Linked DNA regions of Zea mays: regions 1, 2 and 3 are each linked to region 4. The links are chromatin contacts, called in public Hi-C maps. All regions are on one chromosome and are shown on one strand. Each heading gives the region's core, a stretch centred on a gene start, on an enhancer-like site or on the middle of the called end of the contact. The rest is flanking DNA. Distances are from core to core; before and after follow the strand shown.

Region 1 (4,354 bases), core at 1,809-4,308, 610 kb after region 4:
AATGAACAACTGCAAGATACATGAATAACATATTAGCATTCAAATATCAAGAGACGAAAACAATATGAGTGTAATACTATATTATACAGTTCAAAATATATGAAGTATGATGGTACCTAAATTTACATTATAATTAAAAAACAATTGATTTTTTTCTATTTCTGGTTTCTCTAAATGTTAATTCAGTTAAAAAAGAAATAATTTGACTAATTCAATTAAGATATTCACCCCACAAGGTTACAAAGGATGAACTAAATTCAAAATAATATGATTCTGTAAAAAAACTAATTTGCATGAACCACCAACTTGACTTGGCCACTGAAAATCTTTTATGATTGCATATAGTCAAGTTGTGATTACCTATTATAGTATTCGGTGAATGTGTGGACTGGAGTCACAAAAATCATTTTTAGTTCAAAGTATTATTGTGCAGGCTAGCGTTGGCTCCACAAATGGGGGATGTGCATTGTGCAATCAGCCCACAAAACATGGGTGATGACAAGTGCATATTCCATTCTACATGTTGCATTTCCGTACGGTTTCAGCAAAAGATCTTTTCAGAAATGTGAAGAACCAAGTTCATTATGGCTAGTTTGAGAACTCAAATTCCATTGGGATCCCAGACTTTTCCCGTGGCCAAGTCATCCATGGGGTTGTCAATTGAATAAGCCACTTAGTTCATGCTGGACAATACATCCCTTCCCTCACTTCCAAAGTTGATGACAGCCCACAGCCCCACAATACTATTAATATACTGGAAACACAATAGAAAATTGATCCAGAATCAAAATAAAAACAGTAAGATGTGCATGTTTGCAAATGCTGATGTGAAAAACTGCAGTTGACGTACAAGAACATAAAATAAGTGCCAGAGGCTCCCACATGAGTGGGGCCTGACAGCTCTCACAATTGCATTTGCACTAGACCAGCCCTTCACAAGAACATAAAATAAATAAACCAGAAAAATGTGTGGGCAACACTAAATGATGCCGAGTTAGTAATGCAGGCAAGGTAAGACTTATGATTTATATAAACATGTAAATATTGGTGTACCAGACTCGTGTGAATGGTTTTCTGAGGTGTACTGTAAGCGTCCAGATCTATCCTCAAAGGCCAACACCAAGACACTACCAGGTCCTACTACGCCGTTTTGACCATGGCTATTAAAGTGTTAAGGCAAGGCATGGTGACCCACCACCCTCTTATCACCTAGGCACTTAGGCAGTGAAGTGGGCAAGACATGCCGCCATAATTACAGATAAAGCAGAGAAGGAAAAAAAGCCATTCACTCAATGGGCTATAGCCACAAGAACAAATTAACCCCCACTAGCAAAATAAAGCCCAACCCAAAGCCACCACTCCCCTCTGGCTTCCACTTCAGGTATACCGTACACCTCTCAAGTCTGCCACCCTTCTGTGCTGCCTCTCCAGTCCCCCAACACTAACACCCAGCAAGAGCAGCAACGAGCCTGTAACCCCCAAGTGCATCCACGGGCTATAAATCGGCCCCTCCCCAGTAGTCAAATGGATCCCTGCTGCCGTCCCCTTCAGATCACCACCGCCATAGTTGAGCAGGGGCAGATCTGCACTGGACATCGTCCTGGAGCCAGGGGGGGCAGAGCTGTGCCAGACATTGCGCCATAGCCTACGAGGATGAAGGAAGCAGGAGACAGGGTGGTGCCTCCCACTGGTTGCCGTCCTGATTTTCCTTCCTTCCTCATGGCCCCTCCTTATCTCATCCCCTCGTTTGGTTGGGCGTCAGCAATGCCATGGCCCCAACGAGTGCTTTGTCGCCTAGGCGACACCTTAAATCCATGCTGTCGGCTAGAAGTCACAAGACCCTACAACGCCTAAATAAACATGCATGTGTGTAGTAAAACTAAGGGGCATGTGGGAGCCGACAGCACTAGGTCTGTCCTCTTTTTTAATCATACTAGAGGGAATAGTTCTGGTACTACAAAGTTGACCTCCTATGGTAACATATAACGGTAGCACTTTGAGTTTATCCAAACATTCATCCAATACATATTCATTGTGAAAATACAGTGAATTCAACCCCAACTTCTAGACAGAGCACACCATGAGTCAAGACCATTAAAAATCAGGAGAGCGAGACTCACCTCCGAGCTCCCCACGCTGCCCTCTTGCCTGGAGGTCATACACACATTGGACAATTCGCCGCTGCTCAGCTGCGCTGAACACGCCGGCATGAAGCTCAAGGCCAGCGAGGATGTTGACGAGCTGGCCACGAACTCTCTCGTAGCACCTGAACTCCTTGTTGCGCACCAAGCTACTGAGCCTCCTCTGTTCCCGCTGCTCCCTCGTGAGCGGCACCTTGGGCCTCCCCGCCTCGGCCCCGTCCTCCCCCTCGTCGGCCGCTGCGGCCGCCGCGTCATCCTCCGCCGCCGCGGCGAGCTCGTCCTCCTGCGCCATGTCCGCCCACGACATCCTCGGTTTCTCCACCGGCGCCGGCGCCGGCGCCGGCGGCGGGGGTGGGGGCGGATCCGAATCCCAACCACTCGGCTCGAAAGGAAGGTTCTGCGGGTCCGCTGGATCCGAGTCCCACCCTGACGGCTCAATCTGATCGACCGGCGGCGATTCCTCAGCTGCGCGGCCTAGTTGGATGGACGTCAGGCACAAGAACTAAACGAGAAACCCTAGTAGCATGAGGGTACGGTCGCATAAACGCCGGTTACCTCGCGTGATCAGGGAGTCGACGCGGCCGCGGAGCGAGGAGGCGCAGGAGGGACAGAGGCCGGCAGAGAGGAAGGGGAGCCAGGTGGTGAGGAACTCCCCCGCGATGGCGAGCTCCTCGGCCGTGTACCCCTGCACGAGAGCCATCGCGTCGGCGGCGTTGGCGCCGTCGCCGCCGCCGCCACCGGAGGAAGAGGAGGACGGCGCCATGGCCATCGTCCCGCCGCCGGAGCGTGAGACCCCCTGCTCTGTAGTCTCTGATGAGTAGACCCGCCGCCGCCGCCGCCGCCGCGGTGACCCCGATTTCGATTCGAACCTGACTCCGTCGCCTTTCTGGGAAGGTTTTGGGGGCTCTTTCGTTAGATAACCTAGCGTTTTGCTGTACAGAATAATAATAATACCAATAATAAAGCCGCGCTGGGCTCTGGCTCGTGGAGGCCAGAAATCTTAATCCTAACCGTCGCTCGCTGGGACGGCCAGAACGGTGACGAAAAGAAGAAACGGACGGTCGGGGGCGTGGCGGGCTGACGCTTAGTAGTCTGCTTGCTTCGTGGGCTGGACCTATTCTGTGCTTCAAGGCCTAGGTAGAGAAGCGATTCTTTCTCCTTGATTGAAAAAAAAAACGAATATCGTATGATGAAAACTTGAAAAGCGTTTCTAAAAAAAGAAAGATGAAAAATTTGGTTTCGGCGGGTGGTTAGTGTTTGCAGATAGGATAGAGAACGCACCAAAATATCAGGTACTATCTCCGTCCCTCGTTTTTCAAAGAGTCGAACAGCTAAAATTTTAATCAAAATTATACAAATATATTAATATTTAAAAAGTTAAGTTAGTTTGAAAAGTAAAAATTTCACGATCGGAGTTACTAGAGTACGTGTTGGAGGTGACTGATATGACCATCGATCATGCTGATCACGGCAATCAGATCTTATGTACAAGCGTGTAATCAATGTTCCTCGTCAGTTAAATTATGATGCAACCATGTATTATAGTTAACACTTAAACTCTTCCACCATCGGCTCATGTAGATTTATAGAAAACCCTCTAATAAACCATGATTATGTCTACATTTAGATCATGATCTAACAGACCAAAAGACTCGCTTGCACGCTTGCACATTGGACATGATTGCATATTAGTTGTTGCTGCTGATCGCACCCGCAATCAAATGCACCAAATCCAAGAAAAAAACAACACATTGCCTCCACCAAGTGCGCTAAACATCATTATTGATTTATTGTAGACAATCGAGGATGAAAGACACTCAAAAGACGAAAAGTGTAACGGATAAAACATGAGTATATGATAGTTGTGTCGAACCTGGGTGCAACCGAGCATTACACGAGTCCACTTTATAGAGGTTTAGACTATATTATGTGTAGTACCCTACGTCCTCTTATATGATATATTGTGAATATGAACATAAAAGAAGGAGAAGATTACAATATAAGCATTAACTTAGCGTCATGCCCTTCTAGCTCTCTCCCCCCGTTTTGGTTTTAGTGTAAGTTATAGACAAATATTCCCTACTTCACCCTTATGTCAGCCCTTTACATATTGGACATCCTAAAGTTAATTACTAAGAAATCAAATGAGTAAAATCCCTCAATAGAGATGGCAATGGGTCCCGATTCTCCGCGGGAAATTCTTCCATCAGTTG
Region 2 (4,651 bases), core at 2,086-4,585, 520 kb before region 4:
TGTGAGCTTTATGAAATTTAATGTACATAAAAGTAAAGCAGCCTTGCAGATTTGATGAAGCACAGGAAGATTATGCACACACTAATTTAGCAGCATTATGTATTGGCACCTGATCATATGCTCGCTGAAGAAATGTGGATGGAATTATGCAGAAAGGCTTTAGACCTCCGCATGCCAAACCAGCAGAAAAGGTAACAGCATGTTGCTCAGCGATGCCCAAGTCAAAAAATCTGTCTGGGAACCTGGACTGGAATAAGCGGAGTGATCGATCGATTCCCATGCCGCCATGAACTACCACAATGCGCTTGTCATTCTCTGCTTCTGCTGTTAGTGCTTCTACAAAGCAGTCATTATATGTCCTAGAAAGTCCAGTTCCTAAAAACTTTAGAAGATCAGGGCTTGAGTTTGAAGGCCCTGTTGTCAGTAAAAAATAAGGTTAATCCATAAAGTACTCATTCAATATATAGGCCTCAGTCTTTGTATCTGTTTTGGTCTATATTAGACCTTTTTTCTCCTATCTTAATATAATGAGGCGCGGTTCTTCTGCACGCGAGAAAAATACAGCTAGTAATGGTTCTAAGAGGACAATAATGTAACACGACTGCAAAAGCAGCAGTACATTAGTAACCGTAGACTCTTAGTGTACTTATTAGAATGTGGAAACTTAAACAGACCTGTAAAAGTTGTGAAATTGATCGCACAGATGCTAATAATGACATATACATATTTTTAAAGAAGTTTGTTTGCCATGAGCACTGACACTCCCTCATGTAGTCATATTGCCATGGTTCTTCCTCCCCTAGATGAGGAACCCCAGTGCAGAGGTAACAGAGCAAGAGAGCAAAAAAAAAAAAAACACTAGGCATGCCTCCTAGAGTCCTAGTTCAGCAAAAGAAAAGTAAAACACCATGCAAATTTTGATAGCAATCTACATTACAAACCTTCCTCAACTGCATTTATTTCACTTCCAATAATTCCACCAGTGTCATTTTCAGTCCCAGTAATTACATGTACAAGTACTGGGCCAGTTGAATCTAAGCTCGCAACTTCCTTAAGTACACAGATGAGATCATCAATGTTACGTCCATCAATAGGACCAATATAATATAATCCAAGTTCTTCAAAAAGAGTTGCACCATGAGGACCTATCATACCACGAGCATACTCATCAACTTTGGCAGCAAATTCGTGCATTCCTTTGCCAAACCATTTGGCAAGTCCCTAGGAAGAAAAAATCGAATATTAAAATGGTTCATATAGCATAAGACTGCACCATAAATCTCAAAGTGACAAGGACAAAGTTGTTTTTCTATGTAAAGAAATCAGAGCTACACAATTACATGCATTATAAAAGGTCCAGTTCTGTGTTCACAATACATTTTCAAAGGATATAAACATTTACCTTAGCAGCCTCTCTAAACCTCCTAAATCCTTTGCTGGATTGAATCTTGCTTAGAGCACTAGAAAAGGCATTGACTGACATCTTTGCCCCGCCATCTGCTTTAGGAAGCAAGGTATGACAGCTATCATTTAGAATAACCACCATGTTGGAATCGAGGAAGCCAGCATGACCCATTGCCTCGTACACCTGGCCAGCCATGGTTGTCCAATTACTTATAACTGTCACTATTCGATTTTTTCTCCCATTTATATCCCTTGCAACCGCCATCCCTGATAAGAAGTAACTCAAAAACTAAAGAAACGAAATGAAACTTTACAAGGCTATAAAAGAAGCAAGATTCAAGAAATACTGAATAGAGCTTGGATTTTATCATGATGTGTAAAGTTTTGCGATGATTAATCTGTGGGCTGTAAGCATCGTTTACTGTGAGGATTCCATGCAATTTCATATGAAAATAAAGAATAGAAACTGAAAGTACTGAGCAGAACAATTTAGATTAGGATCTATCCTTAAAAATAAAATCTCTTAGCGCCGCATAAATAATTGGATTTGGAAACTAAATCCAACTTTATTGAAGTAATAAAAAATCATATAGGTGAAAAATATCACTAAGAAATAACTCCGAGCATCATTTCAATTCCATTCCAGTTGCAGAGAACAGTTCAATTTGCCATGCAAGACAGTAATGAACAAATAAGGGCAGTACCAAGGCCAGCGGATAGACTATTGCATCCATGTCCAGCACCAAAGGGATCATACTCGCTCTCAAAACGCGACGTGAACCCAGAAAGGCCATTTTTCTGTGTAATAGTATGGAAGAGAGAGCGCCTTCCTGTGAGAATCTTGTGCGCATATGCCTGTTGCAAGAAAACTATTGAGCGGAAAAGGGTTGCAGATAACAGATCTGAGAAAAACAAAACAACAGTAACAGAGAGATGTCTTACATGTTGACCAGCATCCCATAGTATCTTATCCATTGGGGCATTGAACACATAATGTATAGCAATTGTCAGCTCCACAACTGAGCGATCAGCACCACACGGTTGGCATTTTCTGGACATTATGAAAGCTATTTCTGAACGAACTTCATCGGCTAACTGCTTGAGCTCCTGTTTTTGTTTAGGTATACAAGCGTCAAAATTTTCTCAAATCATATGCATTATCGCTACGAGAATGGAAGTCCATAGAGTATGACTCTGACGACCTTACTAGATAGATTTTTCAAATGAATGGGTGCATCAATTGTGTCAAGTATTGGAGTAGGATCCTTCTCCCAGAAGAAATCATCAACATCAGGTAGTGCGGCCACTCTCTGAATCAAGCCCTGCACAAGAGTTGTGGTATCAGATCACAGGCCTTGGAATTTGCTCCAGGCGTTAATGTATATCTAACGATATATGCGAAACAACTTCGGGAAGAGCATACCCTTGATGGTGAGGCTGGTGCTATTGTTAGCAGCGGTCTCGAATACATTGGATTGCATCTCAAATACCGAAGAGTATGAAAAGGGTAGCTAGTGGGGTGAAGAACGGCAAACTCGTCATAAACCAGATTACGGGCAAGCGGAGGACTCAGAAACGCCGTGTCCATGCTGGAGCCTGGCGCCAGCTGCTGCAGTGATGCCCCGAATCCTGAAATTTGACGATCCACTTATAAGAAGAAGAAAACCCGAACCGGAGTAAGCCAGCTGAATCTTCTTCCCCTCCAAATTAACAACTCCAATTAGCTTAAGCGCGAACGGAAATGACCGCAGCTACCTCAAACCGGCAGAAGACGCCGCCGCAGTGATCTCCTCCTCCCCTCGCGCGGGACCGGCGGCCGGTTGCGGCGGCTACTGGCAGGGCGTCGCGCTGTACTGACGACCCTACTCCGATTTGGGTGGATGCGGAGCGCTGCGCTGTATTGGCGACATGACAGAGAGGCTGATCCGAACGCGAGATTTTGATCTTTTCTGTGTCCTAATATAGCATAGAGTTTGCTTTCGTTAGTGCGTCCAACTGTAGTCAAATTGCGGCGACTTTTCCCTGAGTGGGGGCTAATCTGCGAAACTGCGGCTATTATTACTCCCGAGTCACGACCCGAATTAGGATTTCTTTTGGAAAATATATAGGCCGTGATTGCCATCAGCGATCGAAGCTAGGTGTCTTTCTGAAAAAACACAGGATCTATATTAGAAGTCTCGACCCAACAGGGGTCTTTTTTGGAAATGCTTTGGGCTGATCTGCAAACTTGCGGTGAAATTCCGGCTTCGGCGGTTTGGCCAGCCTCCTTCCGCGGGGTGGATTTGGATAGCGCGGCGCAGAGAAAAATGGCGGCTTCGGCTCTCCACCTCCACCGCCGGCGGGTGTGAAGCTTCAGCAGAGGCAGCTGCGCTCGGTGAGCCCCGTGGGACCCTCTACTGAACCCTTCTTCTACTCCCTTCTCGCTGCATTCATGTTTGTTTCGATTGTGCGAGAGGCGGAGCCACGCGCCCACGCCTTCTGCGGGTGATGCCCCGTGTGCCTCACCCAGGACCCAGTACGTTGCCCGCCATGGCGCTGCGCTGCGACTGGCAGAGTGGCAAGCCGCAAGCATGGAGCGGTCCGGGTCTCTTCCGTTCACTGCTGTGTTCCGGACTGCCTAGCCATTATAATGCTCTACAGCTCTAGCATAAGAGGATTCGCGTGTGTCTATGTGTGTTTCACATGCATATAAATTCAATCTCTCACTTATGTCACATGGAAATCGACGGCATTTTGATTGCGCAGTTGGGTGACCTTACCTTCTTAAGGGACTAAATTGCACAGATGACCTTACCTTTTTAAGAGGCTAAACTGTACTACTTTTCATTATTCAATGATCATACTTGGGCATTCAATTGAAGTCAACTGATTTCCTGTTTAGTAAGGCCCAGTTTGTTTGAGCTTCTGCTGTCATCCTCACATATTTTAATTTTTAAAGCATGTTGGAATCAATGAAATTGCTGTGCAGACATGTGTTTTGAGGTTGTGTGCTGTTTGCGCCTGATGTTTATTGCACAAAATACAGCGGCAGGGTGGCCTATCTCGAAGACTTTTGAAAGTTGTGTCCTATTACAGTCTCACAACTCCACCATATAAACTGGTTGTAAGCTTGTTGACGTCAATCTCAAAAGATTCACGTGCTGTCATTAAAGGAATATCCAAATTTTAACTTTGTTTACCTTTGTTTTCTGGTACAATGCTCAGGATGCTCTGGAACCTTACATGAGCAAGAGGACAGTTGAACTTC
Region 3 (4,509 bases), core at 1,902-4,401, 700 kb after region 4:
GTAGAGGAATCGAAACTTGTCGTGTAGGACATTTTGGCTAGGACAAAGACCTGCCGACTTGATGCAGAGTTGGTGCAAATCAAATTCCACAACAGTGTCGAGATAGAACGTGTTGATAACGTATTGAGAACTACGTTACCGTAGATCACCAGACGGTCACTTTCCTCCCATCAGCAGATCAAGCGCGAGAAGTTGTGGAAAACCCATATCCCTTCCCAGAGGAAACATGTGAGAGACAATACGTAGGTTGGTCATCTGGTCTCTTTCTCTTATGTATTCTACTATGAGGGGTACATGTTCTTTATATAGATGAAGAGTAATTCGATTTTCACCATATAACCCTAATTATATTGTTTGCAGAGAGAAATTTGAAATATGGAGTAAGATAAAGAGTGAGATAGGAAGTCAGCTGGAGATAGTGTTAGGTTGTGTTCATTTTTATCAAACCCATAAGAATTGAGACGGAGTGAATCCGTACAAATTCAAAATCAATCTAAATCCACTCCACCCTCAATCCTCATAGATTACGAATGAAATGTCAATTCCCTTTCAATCCAGACGCAATTGAACAATTTCTTATTAGGATTTCTGTGGATATTTCTTTTTCTTTGCGGACAAATCTATCCCCATACGAGAAATTTAGCGTCTGATTGGTTTATTGTGTCCGCATATCTAATCCCACGTGAGCCTGGCTGACCAGGTATGACCATTTCTGGCATATGTGTATATGCATGTAAATGGTCTTACAATGACTTATTTTACGTTCACTCGTATAGCCATAATTCAGACAACCAAACATTTGCTCAGCCAAAATCAACGCACGGACATTGGCCTGGAGCCTAATTACTTAATTAGTTCTACTTCTCATCATCACCCTGGCCCAACTTGGCCCATACCTCTTCGATCTCTCAGTCTCAAGTATGGTAGCTTCGGCAGCGCTCCGCCGGGTCCGCTCCTCGCCGCACCTACGGCACGCCGTCGCGTACGTATCTTACGGCAGCGCTGCTGCCACGTCCGCCGCCGTGGGGCTCGAGCGCGCACAGGATCCAAACCGCCTCATCGTTGACCTGGCTGCGGCGGGGCGCGTGTGGGACGCGCGCAAGCTGTTCGACGGAACGCCCGAGCGGGACGTGGTGTCCTGGACAGCGCTGGTGTCCGCGTACGCGCGGCGGGGGATGCTGCGCGACGCGCGGTCGCTGTTCGACCGCTCCGACGCGCGCCGGAACGTGGTGACCTGGACGGCGCTCCTCTCGGGCTACGCACGCGCCGGCCTCGTCGACGAGGCCGAGGTGCTGTTCCAGCGGATGCCCCAGAGGAACGTCGTCTCCTGGAACACGATGCTGGAGGCTTACGCTGTGGCGGGAAGGGCGGGTGATGCCTGCGCCCTGTTCGACCGCATGCCAGTCAGGGATGCCGGCTCCTGGAACATTCTGCTGGCCATGCTAGTGCGGTCGGGGAGCGTGGATAAGGCGCGCGAGCTGTTTGGAAGAATGCCGGAGAGGGATGTAATGGCTTGGACGACGATGGTTGACGGCGTTGCGCGGAGCGGTAATGTTGACGAGGCTCGATTGTTGTTTGATAGCATGCCAGAGAGGAATGTAGTTTCTTGGAATGCCATGATATCTGGGTATACAAGAAACCACAGGCTTGACGAGGCACTGGATTTGTTCACGAAGATGCCCCATAGGGATATTGCTTCTTGCAACATTATGATCACTGGTTTTATACAAAACAAAGATTTGAAGAGGGCACGGAAGCTCTTTGATGAAATGCCAGAAAGGAATGTTGTCACTTGGACGACCATGATGAATGGTTACTTGAAAGGCAAGCAGAGCGAGCTGTCATTGGGGTTATTTAGGGGTATGTTAATGTCAGGTATCAGACCAAACCAAGTGACATTTTTGGGTGCACTTGATGCATGCAGCGATCTGGCGACACTATGTGAAGGGAAGCAGGTGCATCAAATGATATGCAAAACAGCATTTCAGGTTGATACTTTTGTCGGCTCTGCCCTGATGAATGTCTATGCGAAGTGTGGTGAAGTTGGGTTGGCAAGAAAGTTGTTTGATCTTTCAAGGGAGAAGGACTTGATCTCTTGGAATGGAATTATTGCGGCATATGCACACCATGGTGTTGGCATAGAAGCAATCCACTTGTATGAAAAGATGCAAGGAAATGGATATAGGCCTAATGATGTCACCTATGTGGTGTTGCTCTCAGCATGTAGCCACTCTGGTTTGGTTGACGAAGGGCTTAAGATCTTCGAATCAATGGTAAATGATAGATCAATTGCAGTGCGTGACGAACATTATACTTGTTTGATTGATCTTTGTAGCCGAGCAGGACGACTTGATGATGCCAAAAGATTAATTCACTATCTTAAGATTAAGCCTGCATCAGGTTCTGTCTGGAGTGCCCTTCTAGGCGGGTGTAATGCACATGGAAATGAGAGCATTGGCAATTTGGCAGCTAGAAATCTCATACAAGCAGAACCTGATAACGCTGGAACCTATACTCTCCTATCCAATATCTATGCTTCAGCTGGTAAGTGGAAAGAAGCAGCAGAAATTAGGTCAGAGATGAATAATCGAGGACTAAAGAAACAACCTGGTTGTAGTTGGATAGAGGTGGCAAATAAGGTTCATGTGTTTGTAGCACGTGATAAGTCTCACAGTGAATCTGATTTAATCTATGGTTTGCTGCAAAATATCCATTACATGATGAGGATTGTTGGAACTGTCCCCAGTGACCTTGTGCATGTTGATGAGGAATTGATGATGTAGTGTATATTCAGTTACAAGCTGAAGTATTTCATTTCAACTGTATGGATTCAGTCAAACAAAGTAACATCCAGCATTCAATCTAAGGGCAACCCTACGAAAACATCAGGTAGCAATTCCACTTACATCACTTTGAGGATACAAGTACAGTGTATTCGCAAAAAAGGTACAGTGCTTTATGCTACTATGTTTCATCTATTTCCTGTTTGCACTTATATGGCTGGATTTTGATGCTAGAAATTTGAACTGTGGCGCAAGCCATTCCTCCTGCAATTGATTGGCAATATGTCAGAAGAGGATCTCTTGACATGAACACTAGCTGCAAAGCTGAATGCATATACTGCTGAACTCTGCGCTGCAAATATGCAAAAGAGAATTAGCTCCAGGATTGATGAGATCTCAAAGAAAGGATGGCTCATCTTGAGGGAAATTTAGATCTATTGTTACAATACAGAAACAAGAGAACTGCATGATTCTGCTGAAAAAAAGGAGTAGTTCGGTTGTTCACCATTGCCATGATGGCCTCAGTCATCCTTTCTTCACTTTGCTCACACATGGTACATCCTGGATACGATCATACGAAATCTAGCTTTTGGAAACATTTGGAGCTGTTTTAACTGCTCGACCGAAGAGACCTCTCTTTATCTTCGTTAGGCCCAAAGGTGCTTTAACAAGCCCATTAATGGGACCACCTTTTGGTCCATACGGCCCGACTGCCTACCGGCCCACCAGCACCAACCGTCCGACACTTCGTCCCTTCGAGTAGCCCCCACAGGGCCACACTGCCGAGCAGCAAACCAACCAGCCCACCCGCCGGTTGGTCACGCTCCTCCCCGATCCCGAATTCCCGATCTCCGGCCGACGCCATGGCAGCCCCCTCCGCGGCCGTCATAGGGGTGCTCGTCCTCCTCGTCGTGGGGGCCTCGGGCGCGCGCCTCCCAGGCCGCGGCAGCACCACCCGGGGAGCTGCGCTGCCGCGCGGGGGAGCGCCGGCCACGGCGGTGTTCGCGCTGGGAAGCTTCTGGCGGTCGGAGGCGGCGTTCGGGTGCCTCCACGGCGTGATCCGCACCTCCGTCGGCTACGCTGGCGGCTCCAAGTCCAACCCCGAGTACCGCAACCTCGCCGACCACGCCGAGTGCGTCAAGGTGCCGTTCAACTGTTCAAATAGCCTCATGAGTAGTGTAACCGTGTGTCCGTGTGCTTGAAGAAACCGGGACATGACATGCCTATGGTCTTGGTGTGTCGGATTGCTTTATCGTGTATTCATGTTTTATTTTTGTTTACTGATTTAGAGCACCTGTTTGGATACACCTGGCTAGTTACCAGTTTGGCTAAAATTTAGATCAAATTAGCTATGATGGTTGGCTAACAACTAGGTGAAGACTTGGCTAAAAAATCAGCTCACCTATTAGCGCTCATGTTTGGATGCAGCAGAGCTCATTTGAACTGTGTTTCCTCAGCAATGATGATTGGCATTGACGCACTGTCTCTCTTGAACCAATTAGGTTGAGTATGATCCCCGGTTGATTCACTACAGGCAACTTTTGGATGTGTTCTGGGCAAGTCATGACCCACGTGAGGTGTTTGGGCAAGGGCCAGATGTTGGCAACCAGTATAGGTGATTGATTTATCGTCTCTTTCATGCAAAAGTGGTCTTTTTTTTTCCTTGCATGACTTGTGGTGGCCCTTTTGTCTAGTAAGTTTGTGATAATTTTTACGTGTGTCCTGT
Region 4 (4,740 bases), core at 580-3,079:
GCACCTTTCTGTTTTTGCTCTAGTTCTAAGAATATACGCGCTACGAGTCTACAACCCTGCACTTGTCGACTCAAGGCATATCCCTGGTGGCCTGGTCAATTATTCGCATGTTGTCGTTACCGTCGAACATTACAGGCAATGTGTACTACACGAAGTTGGAGAAAAGCATTTTGTACAGTTTAATTCCATTGCAAAATTATTTTTCATTTTCCATCATCAGCCGAGGGCCTGGTAGAATGTGCATCCAGTAAACGCAGAGCACCTTTCACCCGCCCTGTTCTCCAGTTTCTTTCTGTCACGGGATATAGTACATTGGGTTAGGGAGCTTGAAAGAGCGAGCGCTCATGGAAGATCCCAGCAGGTCGCTCCATTGGTCGCCGGAGTTGCCTAGGATCCTGTAACCCTCCTGTTCCATTTCGTCCCTCTTCTCTGATTTGTAGACTGTCGCTGTTTTCTCGCGGTCACCTGCTGCCCTGTGGTACCGGGAAAGAGTGAGAGAGGCACGCACATCTCAGGGTTCCACAAGATCCTCATTTTTTTTATCAAACCAATTAATTATCCTGAAGAAGTACAAGGCAATGCAGCACACAAGATCGAGGTGTATACGGTATACCTGAGTATGAGCTTCTCCCAGTCATGGAACCCCTGCTTGTTGAGGTTCTCCACCGTGACTCCTCGGTGCGCCTCGCTTCTGCCCGTGAGCAGGAAGGTCTTGAATCCCAGCCCGCGGACCTCGTTGTAGAGCTTCAAGCTGGAAGGGATGGCGGCCGCCTCGCCCCTTTCCACCCACTCGTCGAACTTGTGGTGGTCGAACAACTCGGCCCTGCGGGATTATTTAAATTTGAAATCAAGTGAGACCACCTTCAAATTCCCATGGAGGAGCGGGGTTTTTTTTTTGTGTGTGGTTGCCGAGACATTGGTAATTTTGCTGATTTATGGGTTTCCCCGGAATATCATTGGACCTACAAATTATAAACACAGCTGGTGCCACTAATTATAGACACGAGAAGATATAATAACAGACAACTAAAACTGAGAGTGACAAAATCGCAAATTTGGAGAGCAGCGTGGTTGTGTGGACGTGGGGACGCGAGAGCGACGGACACGGACGGGCGGAGGGGCAGCTCACTCACCCGTAGCCGTGCTCGGCGTAGTATGGGAGATTGGAGAGCAGCGTCTCGTCGACGTCGAACACCCAGGCGTCGCGTCCGTCGGCGGCGCCGGCCGGCGCGGCGGCGCGCGCGTAGGCGGCCGACTCCCGCGCCACGAGGTCGAGGTCGGAGCGGTAGGCGGAGCCGGTGACGTAGTCCCGCACGTGCGGCGCGCATTCGGGCGGCACCGCCGCCCACGGCGCGAGGTTGTTGGCCTCGGCCGCGAGCCGCCAGCTGGCGCAGCGCACGTCGACCGTTACCACGGCGTCGGCGTCGGCGTCGGCGTCGAGCTCGGCCCCGGCCCGCGCCGACGGGAGCTCGATGACGAGCGGGCGCGGCAGGAGGTGCTGCTGCGCGTCCGGCGCTGCCTCGGACGTGCCCCGCGCGAGGTCCGCCTCTGACTCGGCGAGTGAAGGTCCGGCGGCGAGGGGCGTGGCGAGCAGGAGGAAGAGGATGAGCGTGGCGAGCAGGCGGGCGAGGCCGCCGCGCGCCATGTCCCGGCTTGCTGTCGCCGCCGTGGCGGGGCCGGGGCGTCGTGGGGGGCGCCCCCGGTGTCGGGGAGCAGGCAGGCGCGGGGGTGGGTGGGAAGGCGTGCGGCGGTGGGCGACGCGGCCGGTAAATAGGCAGGCGGGGTTGGTGACAGCGGAGCGGGGAGAGAGCGCGAGGGAGGGGAATGCGTGTGGGCTTGTGGCTCCCGGCGACTTCGGGAAGGGAGCGGGAGGAGCAGAGCAGAGGACGGTTTGGGGAAAGCAAAGCAAAGAGCCAAAGAGAGAGGAAGAGGCCTGCCTCGTGCGGGTCGCAGAAGAAGAGAAGAGGAGGAGAGACACGGGCCGGATTCGAATCTGAGGGAGGAGGATTCTTCGGGCCGGGGCAACCTGGGTTGTGACGTGCCAGCTACGGATTGGTTGTGCGCGCTGGTCGGGCGGAGTACACCAGTCTTGGCGCCGTCCGTGCTATGTTTTGGTCGGCGCAGACGACGGCGTCCGCGGGACCGCGTCAGAAAACATGTGCAGGAATTTTAGCTCAACAATAGATATAGAGATAGCACATCTATCTATCCTGAATCCAAGGCTTACATTTTCGTTTTGTACTTTCCAAAAACCATTTTGTTGACTAAAATTTGAATTTTATATTTTCAAATTTGAAATCAGAGTACACTAAAAACCGGACCGGTTTTCGTATCCCGCTCTACACCGAGAACGGTAATTTTTACGGGATTTTGCAGGATATGGGACGAGAAGGCAAAACACTCATGAATCCCAAATCGGCAGACACAAAACTGATACGTCTGATGATGATTCCATGTACGCTTAGCGGCATATGGTTAGCTACCTACAATTAGTTGGTTGTTAATTTTGGTGAAGATCAAATAAAAAAAGTAAGAGATGTTTGGTTTCTAGAGACTAATTTTTAGTCCATAAATTTTATTTTATTTTAGTTTCTAAATTACTAAATACGGTAGCGCTAGTCATTGCTAGGAACGTACGGGGAGTACTTACTTTGGTCGGCAGACGGCAAGACGATCGCGTCCCTAGCTGCTCTGGTGGGCTGGTGCGACCGACGCCGGTGGTCGGTGGGCAAGCATCACACCGTTACCGTGGACTGTGACATTCCTCTGTCCATTGGCTAGTTTCTCCGTTCAAAACTCTCTGCGGCTGAACCTCCCCCATTGTCCAAGATGCTGGGCAGCCTCACTTGCAAATTTCGTGAAAATATGCAAAGGAAGAAACCTGCTCCCTGCTGAGAGGGCAAAAGGGATCCACAGGCATAAGAAGTTTGGATCAATAGATCAGAGAAAGAATCTGAAAGTGATATTCCACAAAAACTGGATTTTTTATATTTGGTTTCTCGAGTTCTGAACATAACAATCTGTTCATTATATACAAAACACATGCTAACTCTACAAGTTTCCAAACATAACCATCACATAAGACGAGGCGCTGCATCCAAGGCACCAAAACAGTAGGCCTATTACTACCTAATCTTCTTCGAAATACTTCTCCTCTGCGTCATAGTTGACTTCTCTGGACCAGTGGTCATCCAGCATCTCATCGTTATCGATCCGTGAGTAGTCCATATGTTCGGTGTCTTCACCGGACAGGAACTTCTGTTGCATCACATACGTGAACTGCTCCAGCTGGTCCTGCATCTCTTCAGAAGACAACGTTTGGTTCAAAGCCCTTGCAGCAGAGCCTCCCCCATTACCGGGCTCCACTTGTGCAGATGCATCATTTTCGACCACCTGCCAATATGCAAAGCAAAAAAACTCATCTCCTGCAAGGCTGGCAAGGGCAGTACAAAAAAACCATTGTGATGAAATTCGACCGAAAATTCTGAGGCACTCCCGACTTCCCTGTAGCTGAAATAAGAAATGGCGCAAGCGATACGTCGTGGAGATCCCCGATGATAAAATGGAACACGCGTCAAATACGTGGTTTTAATTGTGAACTACATCGAGCAAGTCTCTACACCACCAGAACAATTCAAATACGTGGTTTTAATTGTGAACTACGTCGTGCCGAGGACGGACAGGCGGCAGCGGTGGCAAATCAGCAATGACGCTTGGGGTGCGGGCAGGTACGGGGCAGAAGTGCCTGCAAGAGGCCGCCCTCATCCTCATCTATCCGCCAAGCATGTGTTGCCGTAGTCTACCTACACACCATCCTCGAGTACCTCACTACCTCGCCACAGTCCATGCTGAAAGTTTCATATATGAGTCGTGGTGTACAGCCATTGATTTCCAATTACATGCTCGCACATGGGAGCCTTATCATTTACCTTTATGAGGTAGGCACATCGTTTTCTGTTTTATACATATTTGATCCTTAGCTTATTTTATATCTTAATTATGCATTTTTTTTAATAGAGACACTGCATTGTAGGATTAGCTGTAAGTTTGTTCAAACATTTCCACATAGATATACTGTTGGTTTGTTCTCATACATTCATGCTTTGCTTCTTATTTGCAGTTCTGCATACATAATAAAAGTAGAAGGATACCGTATGCCAATTTTTTCAATCTCCCCGCGCGCACACACATAAACATATATCAGACTGATAATTTGTAAACATATTTTTCAGAATTTGTAGACTGAAAATTGAGGCACTACACAGATAGTGTGTAGACTGATAATTTTACAGAGCAGTAATAAATTGTTTACACTTGCGATGCTACATTTGTAGACTTAATTGTTCTACTATTACAGACAATTGTCTATTCAGGTAATTTTTTTCATTTCTATATGTATGTTTTCACATATACTACTGTTTTATGCCTAAAACAACACCTCTTTTAACTGTTTAAACACATTGGTCAAAGGCTCGCGCGAAGCGCAAGCAAATTACTAGTTATAGTTACCGGCTTACTGCAGAGCTCAGAGAAAAAAGAACCGAGAGGTTGCCGTTTGGATCACAGAATGAGAGGCTAAAGGAAGATCATGTGATTGTGAATTATCTTCCAGCACAAAAATTGGATATGTATGTTTCTTACAGAAACACTTTTGCCATGTAGAACAAGAGCAGAACAACTAGCAGTGTAGAAATTTCATATTTCCATACCCATGTAAAAACAATACCGCCGGATTATTCA

The links. A called contact is a pair of places that touch in the nucleus more often than the background predicts.
Region 1: a Hi-C map of bundle sheath shows a contact between it and region 4, with 3 times the contacts expected there. The contact joins the promoter of LOC103638106 here to the promoter of LOC100285316 in region 4. A contact is called at or near these places in 3 of 25 Hi-C or Micro-C datasets (bundle sheath, ear and tassel).
Region 2: a Hi-C map of endosperm shows a contact between it and region 4, with 3 times the contacts expected there. The contact joins the promoter of LOC100384006 here to the promoter of LOC100285316 in region 4. A contact is called at or near these places in 2 of 25 Hi-C or Micro-C datasets (ear and endosperm).
Region 3: a contact with region 4 is called in a Hi-C map of ear, with 2.9 times the contacts expected there. The contact joins the promoter of LOC100193945 here to the promoter of LOC100285316 in region 4. A contact is called at or near these places in 2 of 25 Hi-C or Micro-C datasets (ear and endosperm).

What each region holds. Positions count from the first base shown.
Region 1 is chr9:23,444,262-23,448,615 of Zm-B73-REFERENCE-NAM-5.0, forward strand. LOC103638106 reads right to left here and starts at 3,059. Exons shown (of 6, transcript NM_001367260.1): 1 at 2,697-3,059; 2 at 2,121-2,615. The coding sequence starts at 2,910.
Region 2 is chr9:22,313,767-22,318,417 of Zm-B73-REFERENCE-NAM-5.0, forward strand. It overlaps LOC100384006, which reads right to left and starts at 3,336. Exons shown (of 11, transcript NM_001176617.2): 1 at 3,160-3,336; 2 at 2,828-3,033; 3 at 2,607-2,726; 4 at 2,347-2,511; 5 at 2,109-2,259; 6 at 1,403-1,671; 7 at 942-1,221; 8 at 110-414. The coding sequence starts at 2,992. LOC100384855 (Superoxide dismutase [Fe] 3 chloroplastic) reads left to right here and starts at 3,684. Exons shown (of 9, transcript NM_001366879.1): 1 at 3,684-3,778; 2 at 4,430-4,504; 3 at 4,609-4,651. The coding sequence starts at 4,627.
Region 3 is chr9:23,536,901-23,541,409 of Zm-B73-REFERENCE-NAM-5.0, forward strand. It overlaps LOC100193945 (peptide methionine sulfoxide reductase), which reads left to right and starts at 3,152. Exons shown (of 4, transcript NM_001139014.2): 1 at 3,152-3,925; 2 at 4,286-4,398. The coding sequence starts at 3,647.
Region 4 is chr9:22,835,457-22,840,196 of Zm-B73-REFERENCE-NAM-5.0, forward strand. LOC100285316 (acid phosphatase 1) reads right to left here and starts at 1,830. Exons shown (of 3, transcript NM_001158209.2): 1 at 1,134-1,830; 2 at 614-823; 3 at 169-473. The coding sequence starts at 1,645. The coding sequence ends at 296. It overlaps LOC100502447, which reads right to left. Exons shown (of 2, transcript NM_001357793.1): 2 at 2,970-3,393. The coding sequence ends at 3,130.